Regions from separate parts of the Manis pentadactyla genome. Here region 2 is linked to region 1. A link is a contact called in public Hi-C data. All regions are on one chromosome and are shown on one strand. Each heading gives the region's core, a stretch centred on a gene start, on an enhancer-like site or on the middle of the called end of the contact. The rest is flanking DNA. Distances are from core to core; before and after follow the strand shown.

What was found. Hi-C and Micro-C count contacts between places; a contact is called where the count stands out from the background.
Region 2: a contact with region 1 is called in a Hi-C map of fibroblasts, with 6 times the contacts expected there. The contact joins the promoter of NXPH3 here to the promoter of KAT7 in region 1. A contact is called at or near these places in 3 of 3 Hi-C or Micro-C datasets (blood, fibroblasts and skin fibroblasts).

What each region holds. Positions count from the first base shown.
Region 1 is chr4:165,740,162-165,744,298 of mManPen7.hap1, reverse strand. It overlaps KAT7 (lysine acetyltransferase 7), which reads left to right and starts at 2,457. Exons shown (of 14, transcript XM_036879656.2): 1 at 2,457-2,617. The coding sequence starts at 2,603. It overlaps LOC118909310 (a long non-coding RNA gene), which reads right to left and starts at 2,335. Exons shown (of 4, transcript XR_005023571.2): 1 at 1,796-2,335.
Region 2 is chr4:165,909,994-165,914,094 of mManPen7.hap1, reverse strand. It overlaps NXPH3 (neurexophilin 3), which reads left to right and starts at 2,012. Exons shown (of 2, transcript XM_036879777.2): 1 at 2,012-2,479. The coding sequence starts at 2,426.

The DNA.
Region 1 (4,137 bases), core at 1,208-3,707:
CAGGTAGAACATGGCAGAGCTGAAATTCTAATGCAGATCTGATATTAAAGCCCTGTACTGAACACTAGTAGAGCGGATGAATAAAATAAATAGGAGTATGTTCCTGTATCTATTTGGGAAGGAGAAAGGGGAACAGAACAGAACATCTACCAAATTGTATAAGGAAAAGTATAAATATAGCAAAATAACGTATCGTTGAATGCTAGTACCTTAGAAAGAATAAATAAAAAAAGATGTTCTGGAGGCAGTACATTTTAAAGAAGGTTGAGAAATGCATGCAGGAAGGAAGAAAAGCCCATGTGAAAGCATAAAGACAGGAAGAACAGTGGAGCTATGTGAAGTCTGGCAGGTGAAGATGGGCAAGGACAAGGCTCTGAAACCAACATTAGTTCCTGTTTCAAGAGTTAATTGGGTCATGATGAAAATGACACTCAAAATAAAGATTATATTTGGTTCAAACAAGAAAGGAAGAAGAAAAAAGCGTTTAGGATTCCCTCTTCCTGATTCTAAATATATTAGCAGCTGTACTTTCATCTTAAGTACACATTTTCCTTATGATCATCTTTCTATCCCATAGGTGTTTTTTCCCCATCTTTTTGCCAAAGCGTACACTTTCAAAGGACGAGAATCATTTCTAAATGAAACTGTAAACTCTTTAGTGTTAGCTGCAGTGTTTGAGAATCCAGTATAAGGATTAACTAACGTTGAACACTTGTGTTGTTGGTATTTGTATTTGCTGGTATTTAGATCTTATTCTCTAAAACGCTAACTTCCAGGGAGGGATACTTCACCATCTTTGAGTGCTATACATTCAGAGACTGTTAAAGAGTATACATATTCTGATTGGTTAGCAAGAATTTACTGTGGGTAGAGCATGGCCTGGGCACTATTAAGGATGGTACAAAAAATTGAGATATACTCTTAACATAAGAGCTCCTTACCACCAGTCGGGGAGCCAGAACATCCAACAGTAACCTCAGGAACACACCAGTAAGTGCAAAATAACAGTAATGGTGTTAAATGCTTAAGTGCTGAAAGGATACAAAAGAAGAAACGTGAGCACTTTTCAAAGAAGTTCTTAATGCAGTTCAATCTAAGTAGGTCATTCAAGAGTATTTACACTAAAAGTAGGTTATTCAAGAGTATTTACACTAAACACTAAAAGCTAAATACTAAATACGAAAAGCTGCCTGTGTTAACACCAGCCCAGAATATTATCCCCAAGGAGGGTGCTGGTTAAAGGACTGGGAAAGTTAACTCTTCAGGTTCCAAGATGTTTACCTGCTGCTGCTCTGCTCTTTAGCTTTGCTCCGGGGCAATACCTCCATCTTAGTTGGCCTCAAGTGAAACAGGGGCCCAGGATCCTAACTTAATGACTGAGCTCGCCTGTATTCCCTTCCATCCAGTCGCTCTTGGCCAAGCTGTGGCCCTCTCAAGGCTTTTCCTCCAGCGAGGTTAAATCCTCAACACACGTTCTCCACTTTCAAGCTTTTCTTATGGCTCTTCTTGCAGCCTTATGTCCTCGACCAACTTCTCCTTCCTATGTTCTTTCAAAGCAGGCACTATTATTATTTAAATATCGATGCCTTTTTTTTTAGCTCCAACTCCACCAAAAATATTCCTTTCTCTTTTTCCCTCCGCCAACTCCTGGCTCACACATCTGTATTTCCAGAAGTCACTTGGGCTAAATGTGTTCAGTGCTTCCCTGATTCTGGTGCAGCACTCATCCCCACCCCTTGAGGCCACGCAGGGCTCTCATACCCGTACGGAATGGGGAAAGGAGGCCGGCGCTCACCACAAACTAAATTGAGAATTCTTCGGAGCTACAGCTTCTGGAGAATGGTTTTGCCTCCTTCCGCGACGTAAACGACTAACTTGCTTGCTGTGCTCTAAGGGCAAGGGCAATGTCTCCTCTACCAGACAAGAAACTTGCTGGTGCTGGACACCACCTTTTACGAGCCCCCATTCTCAGCACTTTGAGACGCAAGATGGCTCTCAAAATACGGTTTCTTGTGCAAAATATCCCTTCCCAACTATGAGCTTATATGATAAATGGAAACGTCCTTTGGCCAAGTAGGCAACAAAGGGGTTAAATCTCAGCCACTTGATGGATTCTGGGGGTTTCTTTCCTCGATTTAAGAAATTAAATCGACCGGGTAGGGAGGTTTTGCCCAAAATAAAGATGAGAACCGTTAACTTCAACTGTCAGGCTTCGTCCCAAGCGAGAATGGCTACTCCCTCCCAACAAAGGGTGCGAGTCCCCTAACTAAAAATGGCTGATCCCGGTTTCTACTATCTGTGCCACTTTCTGCCCAATCCCAAAATGGCGCTCACCGGCCTCACCAGTGGAGCGAACCTCCCAGCACCCTCTCTGGCCGGTAACGTCAAGTGACGCGAGCACCAGACGGAAGTGAAGGAAAAAGCGCCTCAGCCCGCGGCGCCTGCGCAGAAGGCTTTAGACGCTGTGAAGCAGGAGGCACTTGGGATCGTCCGCAAGGTTGGGACTGCTACAGAGGCCGCCACGGAGCCCGCCGGAGCCACCGTTCCTACTGCTGCTGCCGCCGCTGCCCGAATCGGAACCATCGGGCCGCAGCCGCCGGCAATGCCGCGAAGGAAGGTGAGAGGAACGGGACAGAAAGGATGGCGGGATTCTAGGGACAGTCGATTGAGCAACGTGACGCATTGGCTACGCCTCACGATGGTTGGGTTCCAACTTCCCGCGCCCAGCTCAGCAGCCCTCTCTTCTCTCCATACCCAAAAGAAAAATGTGGGCCCGACCCTGGCCTCGGCCTATGCTTGCATCTATTCCCGCCCTCTGCTTGCCTGTATCGGAGGCGTTCTTCTCGGTAATTGGTCGCTGAAAGATCTAGAGGGATATTGATTGGCTGGTGACACCGCCCATTTGGGTCCAACAGTCACCACCCCGCGTGCGGGGGCGGTGACGGGGTGGGGGGAGTCCAGCCCTACTGCTTTTCGACTGGCTGAAGAGAACGATCCCCCCTCTCTTGATTGGCTGGGCTTGGCAGTCTGTCCCGTGGGGGCGCGGTTTCCTGGTACCATGATTGGGTGGCACGAATCCCCGCCCTTCCGGCTCGTGTTGCTGATAGGTGCAGAGGCGGGGTGTTTTAGCATCCTTCCTGTCTGGGTCGGGGGCACAACAAAGCAGAGGACTGGGTGGTAGAGAAACAGCGCCCACTCCCCAGGGATTCATTCCACTTAGGCCTGTTGCGTCTACGCCGTCATGTTTATCTTATTTGCTTAGTTGGACAGCGCCTACAAAATGCAGTTCGTAGAATCAGAAATTTTTTACAATTAAATAGGATTTAATAGGATCACCTAGGACACCCCCATTCCTTTTCTGCAGCTGAACACACCGAAGCCTAATGGAGTGCCCCAAGCCATTCAATTAGATAACGCCAGAGCCAGGACTACAGAACAAATTTAACTGAATTCAACAAATGTTTTTTGACTACTCGATACCTGCTGGTTGCTGGAAATTCAAAAATTAACTAGACCTGTCCCTGGCCTAAGGAAATCACAGTCTAATGTGGAAAAACAGGCATATAAATAACGAGAAGGAGCTAGCAAGTTCTCTACTTGGACGTAAGATACAAAGCTTTATGGGAAGGAAATGAGGGACCAATTAAGTCAGCTCTAGAGTAGGATGGTAAGTAAATTGGTGAAAGCCAGGGAGAAGACCTGAATTCCAGAGTCAAGCGAGGAAGGGGGGATGGTCAGGATTCAAATATTGGGGTAATTGGACTAGATGACCAGTAAGACTTCCCCTTCATCCTGTGGATTTTCTGTGACTCTGGTGCCTCGATGTTTCTGGCCAGAATACCCTTGAAATATTTTGAAAGCTAGGTGGTGGTCTTGTTCATTCCTGCATAAATCTTTCTCTTCATAGTGGCTTTTTAATAAAATATTTGTACCTTTTATTGTCTACTAAAAATGACCTGCATTAATAGGTGGTGTTTATTTGGTTAAGGCTTACCAAATGCAGGAATAGTATTGGTTCCCTGGAATAGTCAGCAGCTCCCTTTATGAAATTCCCAAATACACAGAGCTCTGAAAATGTAAATTTTTTTAGTAACTTAATTGGTGGCAAAACTTGTCCTAAACTGTCCTGAGACTAGT
Region 2 (4,101 bases), core at 763-3,262, 170 kb before region 1:
CTGCACTAGCCAGTGGAATCCTGGAGGGCAGGGATGGTATCCCATTCATCTCTGTATCCCAGACCCTGGCCTGGTGCCTGGCACTGAGGACAGGCTCGGACAGTGGTTGATGAATGAATGCAGGGGGGAAACTTGAAGGAAGTGAGCACCAGGACTGGCTGAAAGGGCAGTGAGGGCAGGCCTGGCAGGAGGCACAGACAGAGCCAATGTGTGGGAAGTAGGAAAGCAAGAATTTCCCTTGATTGCACCCCCACGATTGCTCGCCAGGCATTGTGCCTGAGCTTTGTTTGCACATTTGGTCTCATTTAGTTCTTGCAACAACAGATCAGGAAACTGGCATCAGAGAACCAAAGCAACCTGCCCAAGGTCACACAGCCAGGTCTGGAGTGGAATCCAGGACTATCAGGCCTGAAAACCTGTGCTCTTTCTGCTGGGCCACATTGCTCTCCTGGGGACAGGACCTTCTGGAGCTCGACAGGGAGTGGGGCCCGCTATGCCTCTGCCTAGCTGAGTGCTAGAATCAGCTGCCCACGCTCAGGCCGACAGCTTCTTCCTCCCAGCCAGACCAGAGGCTCAGAGGCCAGATGAGGATTTATCTGTTCCTTCCTCCCCTGGCTATGGGGGTCTTTGATTAGACACGCGCACCCCTTACCACTGCTAGGGAAGGGCTGCTGCATGCTGGTACCATCCAAGGTGCCTGGGGAATGCAAGGGGCTCTATGGTGCTGTCTGGGTTCTGCAGAATCCGGCTCCCTCATCACATTTGGCCCAAGCTGATATTAAGATTCATCTGCATTCCCCGTGCACCCGCCTGGCAGATGGTGGGGGAGGAGGCTGGGTGCGTGCTGGGGGCTGCAGCGGGGACTGAGCTGGGCCTCCAGGGCTATAGAGCAGTGCCCACCCATCTGAATCCATGGGCTCAGCCCAGGCTGGGGCACTCCAAATACTGGGTACCTCCTTACCCTCACAGCCTCCAGGTGTTGCTAGGACCTGACCTTGGATTTTTCTAAGGTCTAAAAGAGCCCTGGAATTCTAGGAAGGAAACATGGAGATGAGTGGGGGTGATGGGGGATGGGACCCATTTGATAATCTCAAATCAGGGTCTTGTTCTTCCTCCTTGCCCTGAAAGTTTACAGAGACCAAAGATAACCCAGGACCCCACTGGGATAAGCGCCCCACATCTCGGGCTCATCACTCCCTGGGTCACAGGGAAAGTAGGTAGTGAAAGATGGAGGGACAGCCTCCAGGGAGGCCTTGCTCACCTGCCTCCCCACCTTCACAGGCTTACTCCTGACCCCGCCCGAGAATCCAGCCTGGTCCCTAGGGAACTTTTCAGCCCAGGGCTCTGGCCAGAAGTTTCCTGTCACAGTGATTAGACTGAGAATTGGGGTGGTGGGGTGGGCGCTATGCCAGCCCCTCTGAGTAAAGTAGAAGAGGAAAGGAACTGACATTGTAACAAAAGGAGTACAGGCTAGACACCTAGAAGAACTTCCCTCAGCACAGAACAAAGTCTTACGGAGAGAAAGTGGACTTTCGGGTATGGCAACAGGATACGTTATTGACCTTTTCCGGCTGTTGGAATGGGCTTGGAAAAATACTCTTTCCAGATTCCAGGTCTCCTGGGGTTCAGGGTAGGGCAGTGGATTCCCAATACCCGCCACGGAATCCGCCCTGTCAGAGGGGTAGAAAAGGTGGGGTTCCTCTTCCAGGGCCACCACCCTCTCCCTCTCCCTTCCTCGCCAAGAGTTGTTCCGCCCCCGCGTCCTATCCCCTTCGTCCTGGGTCCCCGGGCTGCGGGCCGGCATGGGAGGAGTTAACTCCGTAGGTACCGGCTGGGCTCACTGTACCTGCCGCCGCCGCCGCCGCCGCCGCCGCCGCCGCCGCCGGTGGGAGGGACGAGGAAGCTGGAGCCGCCTGGGCGCCAGGAGCGCTCCAGTCTGGCGGGGTGCTGCGCGGGGAGCGGGCGGCGGGGCTCGGCGCGGCCGGGGGCGTCCGCCAGGGGGCGCGCCGCGACGGGGCGGGAGGGGCCGTCTGGTCTGGGGAATTAGCACCGGGGACGGGCGCGCGCGCGGGTCCCCAGCACATCTGGGCGAGAGCTGCGCGGCTGGAACCGAGGGGGCGCCGAGCGCAGATCTGGAGCCGCAGAGCCACCGCGCAGCTGGGGCCCTTCGAAGCGCTCGAGGCGCACATCTGGAACCTCGAGAGGGGGCCGCGCGGCGCGCAGCTGGACCAGGGGAAGGGGGCGGCGGCTACACAGCTGGACCGAAGGGGGTGGGGTCGGTCCTGGGCGGCTGGCAGAGGGGAGGGCGGAGAGTCGCCGGGGACTGGAGCATGGGACGGCGCGCCTGAAGAGCTGAGGTGAGGACGGGGCCTGGGACCCCGAAAGGAAGAGAGGAAAGAAAGGCGCACGAGAGCAAAGGAGGAAGATGCAACTGACCCGCTGCTGCTTCGTGTTCCTAGTGCAGGGCAGCCTCTATCTGGTGAGTGGTCTGCGGGGAGCTGCGCGGAGGGGCGGGGGCCTGGAGGATTGGGGGAGAGCGCGGGAAGCTCCCGAGCCCGGAAACTTTCTCCTTCCCCCCCAGCATCCCCGGCACGGAGGAGACGCCTGGAGGCTGGGGGGAGAGGGCGGGTCCGAGGACCGAGGCTGTACCGAAGGGGTTAATAGGGGCGGGGAGAGGGTGCTTGGCTGGCCCACCCACCAGCGCCTGGTGGCGGGATGTGCGACGAGCACGAGGGTAAAGGCCACCAGCGGATCGCCAAGGGTTACTCGACCCTTTCCGCGCGCCCCGGGATGCGCGGAAGGCGAGTGGGCGGTGGGTTGTGGAGCTGATGACCTGCCAGGTCAGGGGGCTTGGGCTTTCTCCGACCTTGGGGACCCTGAGAGCCCCAGGCTTGGGTCCCCAGCGCGCGGAGCCTGTCCAGGCATGGGGCGGCCCCCTCGTCCCTCGCTCCCGCCTTCCCTCCCGCTCCCTCCCTCCCCGCCTGTTGTTTTCCTCTCCTCTCCCGGCTGCGCGCAGCTCGAGCCCCACAGGACCTGGGCAGGCGGCTCCCGCCCCGGGCGCTCGCGGCAGCTGAGCGGAGCGTCCGGAACCCGCTCCCCGTGCGCTCGCTCGCGGCTTCCCGGAGGCCAGCGACGCCGGGGAATCCCACCCCAGCCCCCAGCCTGGGGCTTCACTCCCCTCGAAAACCTCCACCCCAATCCTGTCGTGGAGAAGCCTCGACTCACGTCTGGATCTGCCCCTTTCCTCAAAACAATAATTCCCTTTGCTGCTTGCTCTTAGCCACTGTGTGGAAGAACCCTTCCCTTCTCCATCCCCACCTGCAGTCTTTCTCCCCCTCCTTCAGCCATTCAGCCATCCGTGATCCCCAGGGCCAAGAACACACAGGTTTGCAGCCTGGAGCCCAGCATCCCCTCCTGGCTGTCCCTCCACCCTTGATCTGGGGCCTAGCAGGCCAGGGCACCGCGCATATTGTGGGTGTGGCCAGGGCCAGAACAGGGGGTGTGAAGACCCCAAGCCCTTTTGGAGCCCTTTGGCGTTCCCCCATCCTCACCCCAGGGTCAGCAGCAAATCCAGATGCTACCAGCTGTGAGCTGGTCTCCTGGTGCTGGTAACACAAACAAAAAGCAAGTCCTCCCTTCAGAAGCTGAGTAAACACACCAGGCGGCTGCCCTCAGGAAACCTTGTCTACTCCCTGACACCCTTATGAGCTGGCCTGTGTTGCAGCCAGGTCAGGCTGTCCTGCAGGCCCTTCCCACAGCCTCTCCAGGTGGCCTCGTCCAGGTTGTTGCCTGCTGCCATAGTTGACCCAGCAGAGGCTGTCTGCTGCTTCACAGTCTTACAGGAGATTTCTGGTGGGGATGGGGCTTGGATAAAACCCCTATAAAGGGACACATCTGGTCTGTAAGGCCAGGAGTGTGCGTTGGAATGGGAGGGCTGACCCTATGTGACTTAGCCTTATAGTGATGTAATCTTTGAGTCCTGGTGTCCTCATCTGTGAAATGGGAATAGCAACTCCAACCTCATAGTGCAAGTAAGGTCCTGCCATGTCATCATCAGGGGTCCCCAGAGGAGTGTTTCCTGGGTGTGGAATTCACTCCAGG